Regions from separate parts of the Mus musculus genome. Here region 1 is linked to region 2. The links are chromatin contacts, called in public HiChIP or PLAC-seq maps. All regions are on one chromosome and are shown on one strand. The core of a region is the stretch at or near the end of the contact, and the rest is flanking DNA. Distances in the headings are between cores, read along the strand shown.

Region 1 (5,014 bases), core at 1,270-3,769, 98 kb after region 2:
GGGTAAAATAAAATTTAAGAGTGAATTACAACTTAATGTCTACTTTTCTAGTTCTTACACTGAAAACAGTTCCCATTACATTTGGCAGCATTAATGTCTGTCATTATAAATTTTTGAGGTACCAAGCTTAATTAAGGTAAACGTCGGGTTAAGAAAATTACTCTAGACATTTGAACAGCAAAATATTAGGTAAACAAAATGAAGTTGATTTTGAGCATGCGGTATTTCTAGTGACTTTCTGAGCCATTAGCACAGGCTATACCAGCATACAGCTTGCTTAAGCCTTTTTCCATTGTACTGTACATGGTCTTGTAAAAATAACAAAAAATATCTTTAAAAATCAAAGTGCCTAGGGCAGCGTCCACAAACTTAAAATATGAATTCAGCTCAGAGATCCCATTGTTTGAGGTCCGCAATCACCTTGGAGTCCACACAACCCGCCCCCTCCAGCCCCCAAAGTTTCAATCTAGTAAATAAGTTGGAGATTTGCCAGCCAGGAAACTTTGCTTTGTCCCCCTAAGCAAGGGCTGAGGGTGGAGGGAGATTCCTTCCCGACGCTCTGTTCCTGGACAATAACCTCCAGGTGCAAGAGCTGAAGCGAGTTGAGGAGGCTGAACTGAGAACAGGATGCAAGAAGCCCTGTTGTCTCTACACCACAAGGTATGCCCAAATTCGACACCTTCAGTCTCTGCTCCCTCTCCTCCCCTCACCCGAGTTTGAAAGGGGACGTCGAGATAGAAGCCCCGGTTCCCACTCCACTCCTCTCTCTATCTCTCACCAACCCAGAAAAGTTGATGCTGGGCTAGGGAAGAGGGGAGAGTGGGGGCGGGGATGGGAGCGCGGCCTGAACTGAAGTGTGAGGGTATCAGTCACTGCCGGCGAGGAAGCTCCGGCTTGTGAACTCTTCTTGAACCGAGATTTAAGTCTGCAGCCATAAATCACTGAGACATACACTCCACCATTCAACGCTGAGAGCGGCCGGTAGTGGCCCCGCTTACCTTAACTTCTGACGGCCGCCGCGGGCTCGGGCTCAGGCTGCGGCCCCGGGTCCCCTCGGCGCGGGATGCCACCGACCCTCAGCATCCGCCGAGCCGGCGTGCGGGCGGGCGTGCGGGCGTGCGGGCGTGCGGGCGTGCGGGCGGGAGACCCCAAGGCCGGGACTCGGCGGAGAGCCGGACCGCTGGCTGCTCCGGCGGCTGGCCCCCGGCGGACTGGGGCGGCTGGACCCCCTCCCCTCCCCTCCCCTCCCCCACGCCCGCCCCCGCCCTACCCGCGGCCGCGGCCCCAGATAAGCGCTGGCGCGGCCGGGCTCCGCGGGGCTAGTGGCACCGACTTGGGTATGTTTCTTATGAATACTGCGCCGAGCAGGGGTCGGTCGGGGGGTGCGGTAAGGGGTGCCGGGGCGGGCGGGAGGGGAGAGCAGAGCGGCTAGGGAAGCGCCGGCGTGGGGGGATGGGGCTGAGGCGAGGGGAGGAACAGGAGCAGAGCGAGCTCCGCGGCAGCGGGAGGAGGGCGGCCTCCCCCACCCCACGCCCTCCCTCTCCTTCCTAGGCGTCACTAAAGTCCAGGAAAATTATGCTAATGAGGACAAACGGCTTTCACAAAGGGGCTCTCTTGTGGGGTTCTATTTTTTAAGAATCTGTCTGAGAAACCACGCAATTCCCTGCCATGGACATTTTCATGGGGTGGGGGGTGGGGAAAGAAGAGAAGAAGAAATGAGTTGCCCTGACTTTGGGCAGTTTTCTTCACCTGCCGCTCCCAATACAGACACCCTAAAGCCAGTCCCTGTGGTGTAGGGCCTATTTCCAGACACCTCCCAAATGCAATTCAACTGCCTTTGGTTAAATTTCTAGGCTTAACGGAAGGAAGTATCCCAGGGAGATGGACAACTGTCCCTACAGTAAAATGAACCTTTGTGGGCTCAGGCACACACAAAGATATTCAGAAACTTAAGTCTCCACCTCTTGTGTACCCATTGCACAGTACCGGCGGGCACGGAAGCAGGTAGTCCATGAGGAAGATAGCTAAGGAACCAACACAAATGGACATCCGGGATATTTCACCCTCTAATTAGTTGAATGGCCTTCCTTTTGCTTGGTTGAGGAAAAGCCTACATTTGCTTGGTAATATGCCACAACGTTAAAGAGGATGGGGTCGTTCCCAATGCCCCGTTCAGCTTCCCAGCTTCAGAAACAAACTCCTCCAAAGCACGGGGGGGGGGGGGGGCGGAGAAGAGAGAAAAGGAGCTTTCGTGCAATTCCGAGGCGTCAACGAGGGTCCCTCTCAAAGGAAGGTGTTAAAAATATAAGTAGTATGTTTAAACTGTCAGGGAGCCAAAGTGTCACCTTAGAGCAAAAACAAAGCCAGGGGGGAAAGGGAGAAATCAAAAAAGCACTCCGGGCCAGGGTGGCCTCATGCATACCAATGGTTTTTGTCATTTATGGCTGGGCAAGATTTATGACTCGGCTCCCCAAAGCTGTAAACAGAGCACAAAACAGCAAACACTTGCTCCTTATGGCAGATTGCAGCGGCGCAACTTGAAAGGGAAGAGCCCGGGACGTGTAGGAGGTGAGAGCCGGCCGCAAAATCCGCTCGGCCGCTTTTTCTCTTCAAACCCTCAGGGTCGGATGTGGCATTTGAAGAAAGAAGGCGTGGGTCAATAATCAACCCGCACTTTCTCCTCCAAACTGCTGACGCGACTCTCACCGCCTTCTCAGCTAAGCCAGCTGCAGGGAAGGCCGTGAGAACCAGACCTAGGAGTGGACTGTCTGAGCCAAGGGGGCTGAGAGCGTTGGAGCAAAGGGCTAGGGCGTATGCAACGCATACCTTTCTTGCACCACCAAATCAAGCAGCCCGAGTGCCAAGACCAGGCCGGACCGAAGGAAGTGCAGGAGCCGCGGGAGAGCTCAGCTCCGTGCGCCCTCGACTAGCACCTAGGTGGCTCTGGGCGGTGGGTCCCAGCCGGCAAAATAGAGCTCTGATTTCAATAAGCGGGTCTGGCGTCCTGGCACATAGATTGCGGGTACCCGCGGCTCATCTGAAATCCAAAAGGCTGGCTTTGAAGCAAGCATAGGCGAGATTGTTAAAATTAATAATTTATAATAGCAAGGTTTTGTTGGCTTGTTACTGGGTTGTGATCGAAGATTCGCTGCTATTTGATATCCATTTCTAGAAATTGCTCACTGCCGCTTTCCAGGCGAATCCCGCAGTTCCACAGCCTCTCCCAAACCACCAAGCTTTTCTTTGCTCAGCATCCGTGGGCTTCCCCATCTTTTCTAAGTCCCGTGATTTCCAGAGTGACCAGAAGAAGCGTTTTCTAAGGCACAGAAGAGTACTTGTAGCAACGGGGTGCCTGATGGAACCTTTCTGCCATTCAAGGGGTGTCCTGCCCATCTCTGAGGGGGCTCACCGCTCCAAGACTCTCTGTGCAAGCCAGGGAGGAAGGTGAGGAGTAACTTTTGGCAAGAAGTATCGTTAAAATCCAAAGATGGGGAGGGAAGGTATTGAGGAAATATGCTGGCCTATGAAGATGAGGATGGAACTTTGAGAGTCCAGGGGACCAGTCTTTCTAATAGCTAATCGTTTGGCCATAACCTGGGTGGCTTTAGCTCTTTCCTGGGAGGGGAGAGAAAAAGCCAACTGTGCTCTATGAAAGCAGTTATTGGCTTCTTACTGTGCATGCTTTTTATACAGAACCAGGCTGGAGAGTCTGTTGTTAGATATTTATTCTCTTGTCGGCACTGAAGCCACAATAAAAAGATGCCTCTAACAAACCTTTACTCCATTTCTCCTTCTTTCTAGTGAAACTATATTATTTATGAGTCTTTAACTGGGTCAAAAATGCACCAGAACTGGGTCATAAATCATATGAAATGCTGACAAGTAATTGAACAGCAATTAAAGCTTACATTTTATTTCCAAGGGGTGTTTTAGAGCACTCAAACAGCCTCAGTTAAGCACAGTTACCACCGAGGTCTGCACGAGGGAGGGCAGAATCCACCCTGCCTGGGGAAGTAAATCTCACTCAAGTCGGAGAAGCCTGGTTTGAATTTTTTAAATAAAGGAATATGAATATTTTTTTTTAACTAAAGAAGGCAAATTTGATTCCTAACTCCTCACAGGGATCTCTTTATCTGCTTCAAGGAGCAAAGTAAAGACTAATTTCTTTCACCTTTCCAAAGACTTTCACTCTTCCCAGGAGCAGAAGGTCCCCAAAGCCCAATTAGCCCCAGCCTGGCCAATATTTTGGAGCGGAGCAGTTTAACTAATCTCCCTCCATACAGGCAATAGCTCCCTTTCAGGGGATATAAAGCCAGAGAAATGTTGTCTCTGCTTGCTAAGGACTACAGCTACAGAATTCCCTCCAATCTTGGGCACATAGGCCAGTTCTTTAACTCTCCAGGCTGGCTTAGGGTGTACAGAAAGCACCCAACCCAAAAACACTGGTGGGAGCTCAAACTAAGCCCCAGACCCCCTTCTGCAAATCACACCGACCAGACCTCCGGGCAGCTGGCATGCTCCCCAGCACCCCAGGCTTCTCTCTCTCCATCCCTCCCAGGCAGCTATTGCTCTGGAAACAATGGCATGCCCTCCAGGTTGGACTCACTGGGTCCGGCATTGGGAACTCTGCCTCCCCCCCCCCCCAACCCAGCACTGAACAAAGTGGCTGGAAGCATCATCAGTAAAATGGCAGTGTGTCTGCACATTCTCCTCATTGATTTTCCTCTTACATTTGCTCAGGCTGCTCAGGTCAGCCCTAACCCTTCACCCTGCTCAGCAAACACTGGCCAAATGGAGAGAGACCCCCTTTCTCAGCTACTGGCCCACACCTTTGTCATAAGGTCTGGCCCTTCTAGCTTCTTGCTGGCCACCTCTCCTAACCAGAGCTTCCAGCCACCTCTGCTGCCTGAGAGAACCCTACCTCCGTCTGGAGCTTAGCTCCTGGGACTTCAGCCCTTCAGGTTGCAGTGGGACAAAGCAACCCCAAAACTAGAGACTACTAGGCCCATCTTGT
Region 2 (4,924 bases), core at 490-2,989:
TGTGTCTGTGTGTCTTTGTACTTGAGCACATTAGCAGAGATCAAAGGACAACTTGTGGGACTTGGTTCTGTCCTTCCACTGTGTGGATCTCGAGGATAAGTCTCAGGTCATCAGACGTGGCAGCACGTACCTTCACCTGCTGCGCCATCTTGCCAGATCCCAAGACCGCGCTTTCTATGGCAGAATGCCTCAGCCTTCTGTCTGGTTTACCTTGCTCATGAATTATTGCATAGTTATTTTAATTGCCCATTTCCCCTATCTCTTGCATCTTTCTTTCATTAAAATGGAAGCTTAATAGAGTATTGTCTTTCCAGGACTCAGCAAGTATTCAGAGCACAATGAAACTACTGTGTACCACAGTAAATCTACACAATCAAATCATGCTTTGTGGATGAAGTACTGAAGAGAAAAAATACTTGAAATGCTTTATTTTTGTTAAATATGTGACTCAACTTTTTCTATGTGATTCAGCAATAACAACTCCAAAAAAACTCAAGACATATCTCTCTCTCTCTCTCTCTCTCTCTGTGTGTCTCTCTCTTTGTCCCTCTCACAGGTGGGCCTCAATAGTCTTTATCCTTCGATCTAGGCTAATAGCAGATATTATAAGGGCATTTTGGACAACATCTTAGTTTTATAGCGGAAGAAAAGAGTAAGAACATTTTGAAGTACAGTGTGGGGCTAGAGAGGTTTTAGTCACTTTTATACCCACCACCGAGTCTGGAAGTTTTCACTTCAGTTAGGACACTGGGACCTATAGACGACAGGCAACCAAAGTAGATATGTACCATAGAGACAGAAACACACTTCTTGTCACCACGATTTTTATTGAGTTAATTCCTTAAGTTTCATATTTTCAGGGTTGTGTACTTGGTATTTATTGGGAAATGTTCCAAAGAAGAAACTTCTGAGGCTAAAGGTTATTTTGTTTTTTTCCTCAGCATTTGAAACATGCAAGGGAAGAAAGCACCAGTTTATTTCTTAAAGGGGGGGTGGGGATCAGGTTTGCTCATGTTCTGCCTTCTTCCTTAGATACATCATGTCCATTTCTGATAGCTTAGTAACTCTATGATCAGCCGCCTTCTTCAACAGTTGTGCAATGCCTGTGTGAGGCTTTAGGAGACCTTTCTCTTTCTGATAGTCACTACCAGATGCAAACAAGGGGATGTGTCCCCGCATGCTCCTGTTGTTAAACAATAAGCCAAGTAAGAGGAAAGCAAGATTGATTTAGGTAATAAATCCAAGATACTTGTTGAATGAAGCATCACACAGATTCACGTTGTGCCTTGTCCATCACCAGCCAATCAATGACACTTGGACCTGGGATGACCAGGTCAACTTCTACCAAGCTCGCACTGGGTAGCGGAAATGCAGAGGTCACCTCTCAGAATGACACTGACTGGGTGGAGCTATGGTGATTCCACAAGCCTTGGTCATTGTCTTGCTTAGTAAGAGGCTTCCTGGACTCCAACAGCTAAATACTAACTCACTCAGATCTCAACACCAGGGGAACAAAAAGGCCTTTGGGATATCAACTCCCTGGTGACCCAGGTCTGACTAGAATTGAATTTCACTCTGCTTAGACCCTGTCGTAAAAAAAAAAAAAAAAAAAAAAAAAAAAAAAAAGGAAAGAAAAAGAATAAGGAAGGAAAAAAAAGGCCTTTGAGTGAACCCTGTTCTTTCGTTAGCATGTAAATGAACATGAATGTGAATGTAGCCAATGGATGGCTTCTGCCACCTCTCTCCTCCCACCTCTCCCACTAACACTCTTTGTTAGTGACTCAGACTCTGCTGCGCTCTGTTGGGAGCCGGTGTCGCGCATATTTACTGTTAGTTTCTCGTGCTTTCCTGTGTGTGCCTGTCCTAGCTCATAATCCTTGAATTTACTCTGGAGATTTGGAGATGCCATCAAATCTTCAACATCAAAAGGCTTAGCATTTTTTTGTTTGCATTTACACGCAAAGCTTACAAAGTTCTCAGGAGGGACCAGGGAGAAGAGCGAGCGTTCTTCAAACCCTTGTTCGTGGTTAACTGTCAAAGCCTCAGGGTGAAATCACAGAAGTTTGTTTTCACAGGGAAGGAATATGATGTTTTAATTTCAAGTTTTCTTAAAACATAATGGTAAACATGAACAATATTTCTTTTTCTTTTCATCATCTTAAAGTAAAACTGTAGTTGTTAGTCATGGCTAAAAAGGCATATAAACCCATCAACTCGTTTTCTCTCTGAGAGATCAGTGTTGAGGCTGCCTTGAGGATCATAACTGAAGCAAACAAAGTGGGGAAACTGGTATTTTAGGCACATTACTCTAAGTCACTCAATCCCCAGAGAGAGCTTGAGCAACAGCTGTAACTTTGATCATCTTAACACTGTTGAAAAAAAAATAGTATGTATATCCCTAAAATTAGCCACGAGCTGAGGGAGAGAGTAGTAAATTACGTTCTTTAATCTGCCTGTCTCGCTGTAAGATGGCTCAATTAACAACGAAACCATCTCAGCAGACCGCACTGAATCAACTCAGTAAAGAGACCGGGATTTCAATCTTCCAAATCAAGAGTCCTACTATATTATAAGGTATGTGTGCTTATTAAATTATTTTATACATCATTACTATCAAAGTAAAATTGATTTAGTCACTGAAAAAAATCTAAACTCACTTCAAGCGGCTGGTTTTAGTTTTTGAAAGATTTATTTTAGTATACCTATGTGTGTGTGTGTGTGTGTGTGTGTGAGTGTGTGTGTGTGTGTGTGTGTATAGAGGATTGAGAACAGTGTCCCAGTGTGTGTGTGTGTGTGTGTGTGTGTGTGTATAGAGGATTGAGAAGTGTCCCAGTGTGTGTATGTGTGTGTGTGTATAGATGAGTGAGAACAGTGTCCTAGTGTGTGTGTGTGTGTGTGTGTGTGAGTGTGTATGTGTGTGTGTGTATAGAGGATTGAGAACAGTGTCCCAGTGTGTGTGTGTGTGTATAGATGAGTGAGAACAGTGTCCCAGTGTGTGTGTGTATAGAGAATTGAGAATAGTGTCCCAGTGTGTGTGTGTGTGTGTGTGTATAGATGAGTGAGAACAGTGTCCCAGTGTGTGTGTGTGTGTGTGTGTGTGAGTGTGTGTGTGTGTGTATAGAGCATTGAGAACAGTGTCCCAGTGTGTGTGTGTGTGTGTGTGTGTGTGTGTGTGTATAGAGGATTGAGAACAGTGTCCCAGTGTGTGTGTGTGTGTGTATATAGATGAGTGAGAACAGTGTCCCAGTGTGTGTGTGTGTGTGTGTGTGTATAGAGGATTGAGAACAGTGTCCCAGTGTGTATGTGTGTGTGTGTGTGTGTGTGTGTGTATAGATGAGTGAGAACAGTGTCCCAGTGTGTGTGTCTGTGTGTATATAGATGAGTGAGAACAGTGTCCCAGTGTGTGTGTGTGTGTGTGTGTGTGTGTGTGTGTGTATAGAGGATTGAGAACAGTGTCCCAGTGTGTGTGTCTGTGTATATAGAGGATAGAGAACAGTGTCCCAGTGTGTGAGTGTGTGTGTGTATAGATGAGTGAGAACAGTGTCCCAGGAATCTAGAAGAGTGTATCAGATGCCCTGCAGCTGGAGGTATAGGCAATCAGGAGCGGGCCCCAAGTGGGTGCTTGGCACCAAACTCAGGTCCTCCGTAAGAGCAGTGAGCACTTAACAACTGAGCCATCTCTCCAGACCTAACTGGTTGATTTCCTAAATAACTTATTTTTCCCCTATAACTTTTAAAATATCATTTGAACAATACAATATGGACATTATTATTTAAACATCTCTCAAAAAAACCCAACTTTTAAAAACGACATTTATTTATCTATTGATTATTTTACGTTTTCTTTTCCTATGTCTGGGTCCTTCTCTGTTATCCAGACTGGCTTTGAACTATTGAGTTATAAGAGTTCTCCCAGCTTGTTTTCTCAAATAACTGAAACTACCACCACCCCACTGTATGCTAGATTTCTTAGTAAGCCTGATACTAGAGTTCATTCATGGTTTATGCCCCCACTAATGATCCTGGATGTGAGTAACATTGTCTGATCCACGTAAGCTTCAGAAGTGGAGGGATTTTTCAAGACAAGTGACCATCTTTCTGTCTTAAATTATTCAATGATAGGCTAGGCATAGCATCACATGCCTTTAATCACAGTACTTAGGAGGCAGAAGCAGACAGATTTCTGTGAGTTCACTATGTAGCCAGGCTGGTCTACACAATGAATTTTAGGATAGCCAGAGCTACAGAATGAGACCCTGTCTCAAATGTCAAATAATTAAGTAAGTACATTCAGTAATAAAGATTTTTTTTCATTCTTTTAATTACGTATTTTCCTCAATTACATTTCCAATGCTATCCCAAAAGTCCCCCACACCCCTCCACTCCCCTACCCAATAAAGATTTTTACTAACATTATTTTTAATATTTGTTTTATGTTCATGTATGTGTGCCTGAGTGCATGTATGTGCACTGTATATCTACAGAACCCTCCAGAGCTCAGAATAGGTGCTTGGGTCTCCTGGAACTGAAGTTACAGATGATTGTGAGCCACCATGTGGGTGCTGGGAAGGGAACCCAGATCTTCTGCAAGAGCAGACAGTGCTCTTGATCTCTGAGCCATCTCTCGACCTTGAGCCAAGGGCTTTTTAGTGGCGAAGTCCAGGAAAGTGCTAGAGTGAGTCCTAATCCTAGTGAGCACAGTGGGTTAGACCCTAGCACCAAAAAGTAAGTAAAAAGCAAATGTTTTGGGCTTTAAATGTTTTCTTTTTGTTTATAACAGTATGTCCAGAAACATTCACTTTTGCTCAGAGTAATAGGAAAATCGCAGAGTTTTGCATAGTTTACTGTCTAACACTCTGTAGTGCATACTATATAGTCTACTGTTCCCCATTTGACATTTCTGGAAAGGCTGCAATTTCATGCC

The links. HiChIP or PLAC-seq counts read pairs in DNA pulled down with a chosen protein or histone mark.
Region 1: an H3K27ac HiChIP or PLAC-seq map of embryonic stem cells shows a contact between it and region 2, with 9 read pairs. The contact joins the promoter of 5730596B20Rik here to the enhancer-like site in region 2. A contact is called at or near these places in 6 of 484 Hi-C or Micro-C datasets (brown adipocytes, embryonic fibroblasts, embryonic stem cells and 2 more), 3 of 115 datasets of contacts at active chromatin or transcription factors (cardiomyocytes, embryonic stem cells and neural progenitor cells) and 3 of 9 other capture datasets (adipose tissue, liver and pancreatic islet).

Annotation. Positions count from the first base shown.
Region 1 is chr6:52,174,636-52,179,649 of GRCm38.p6, forward strand. 5730596B20Rik (RIKEN cDNA 5730596B20 gene) reads left to right here and starts at 2,520. Exons shown (of 1, transcript NR_163848.1): 1 at 2,520-5,014. The region is part of intron 3 of Hoxa3 (homeobox A3); the gene reads right to left. It overlaps LOC115490409 (a long non-coding RNA gene), which reads left to right and starts at 544. Exons shown (of 2, transcript NR_168044.1): 1 at 544-660.
Region 2 is chr6:52,077,367-52,082,290 of GRCm38.p6, forward strand. No RefSeq gene overlaps it. Among named protein-coding and RNA genes, the nearest start is that of Halr1, 23 kb to the right of the region's middle. Within about 2 kb of position 1,740, at least 42 of the 459 cell types and tissues checked have an H3K27ac peak or open chromatin away from gene starts, as enhancers often do. A contact at or near this core is called in embryonic stem cells and neural progenitor cells, where this site is marked.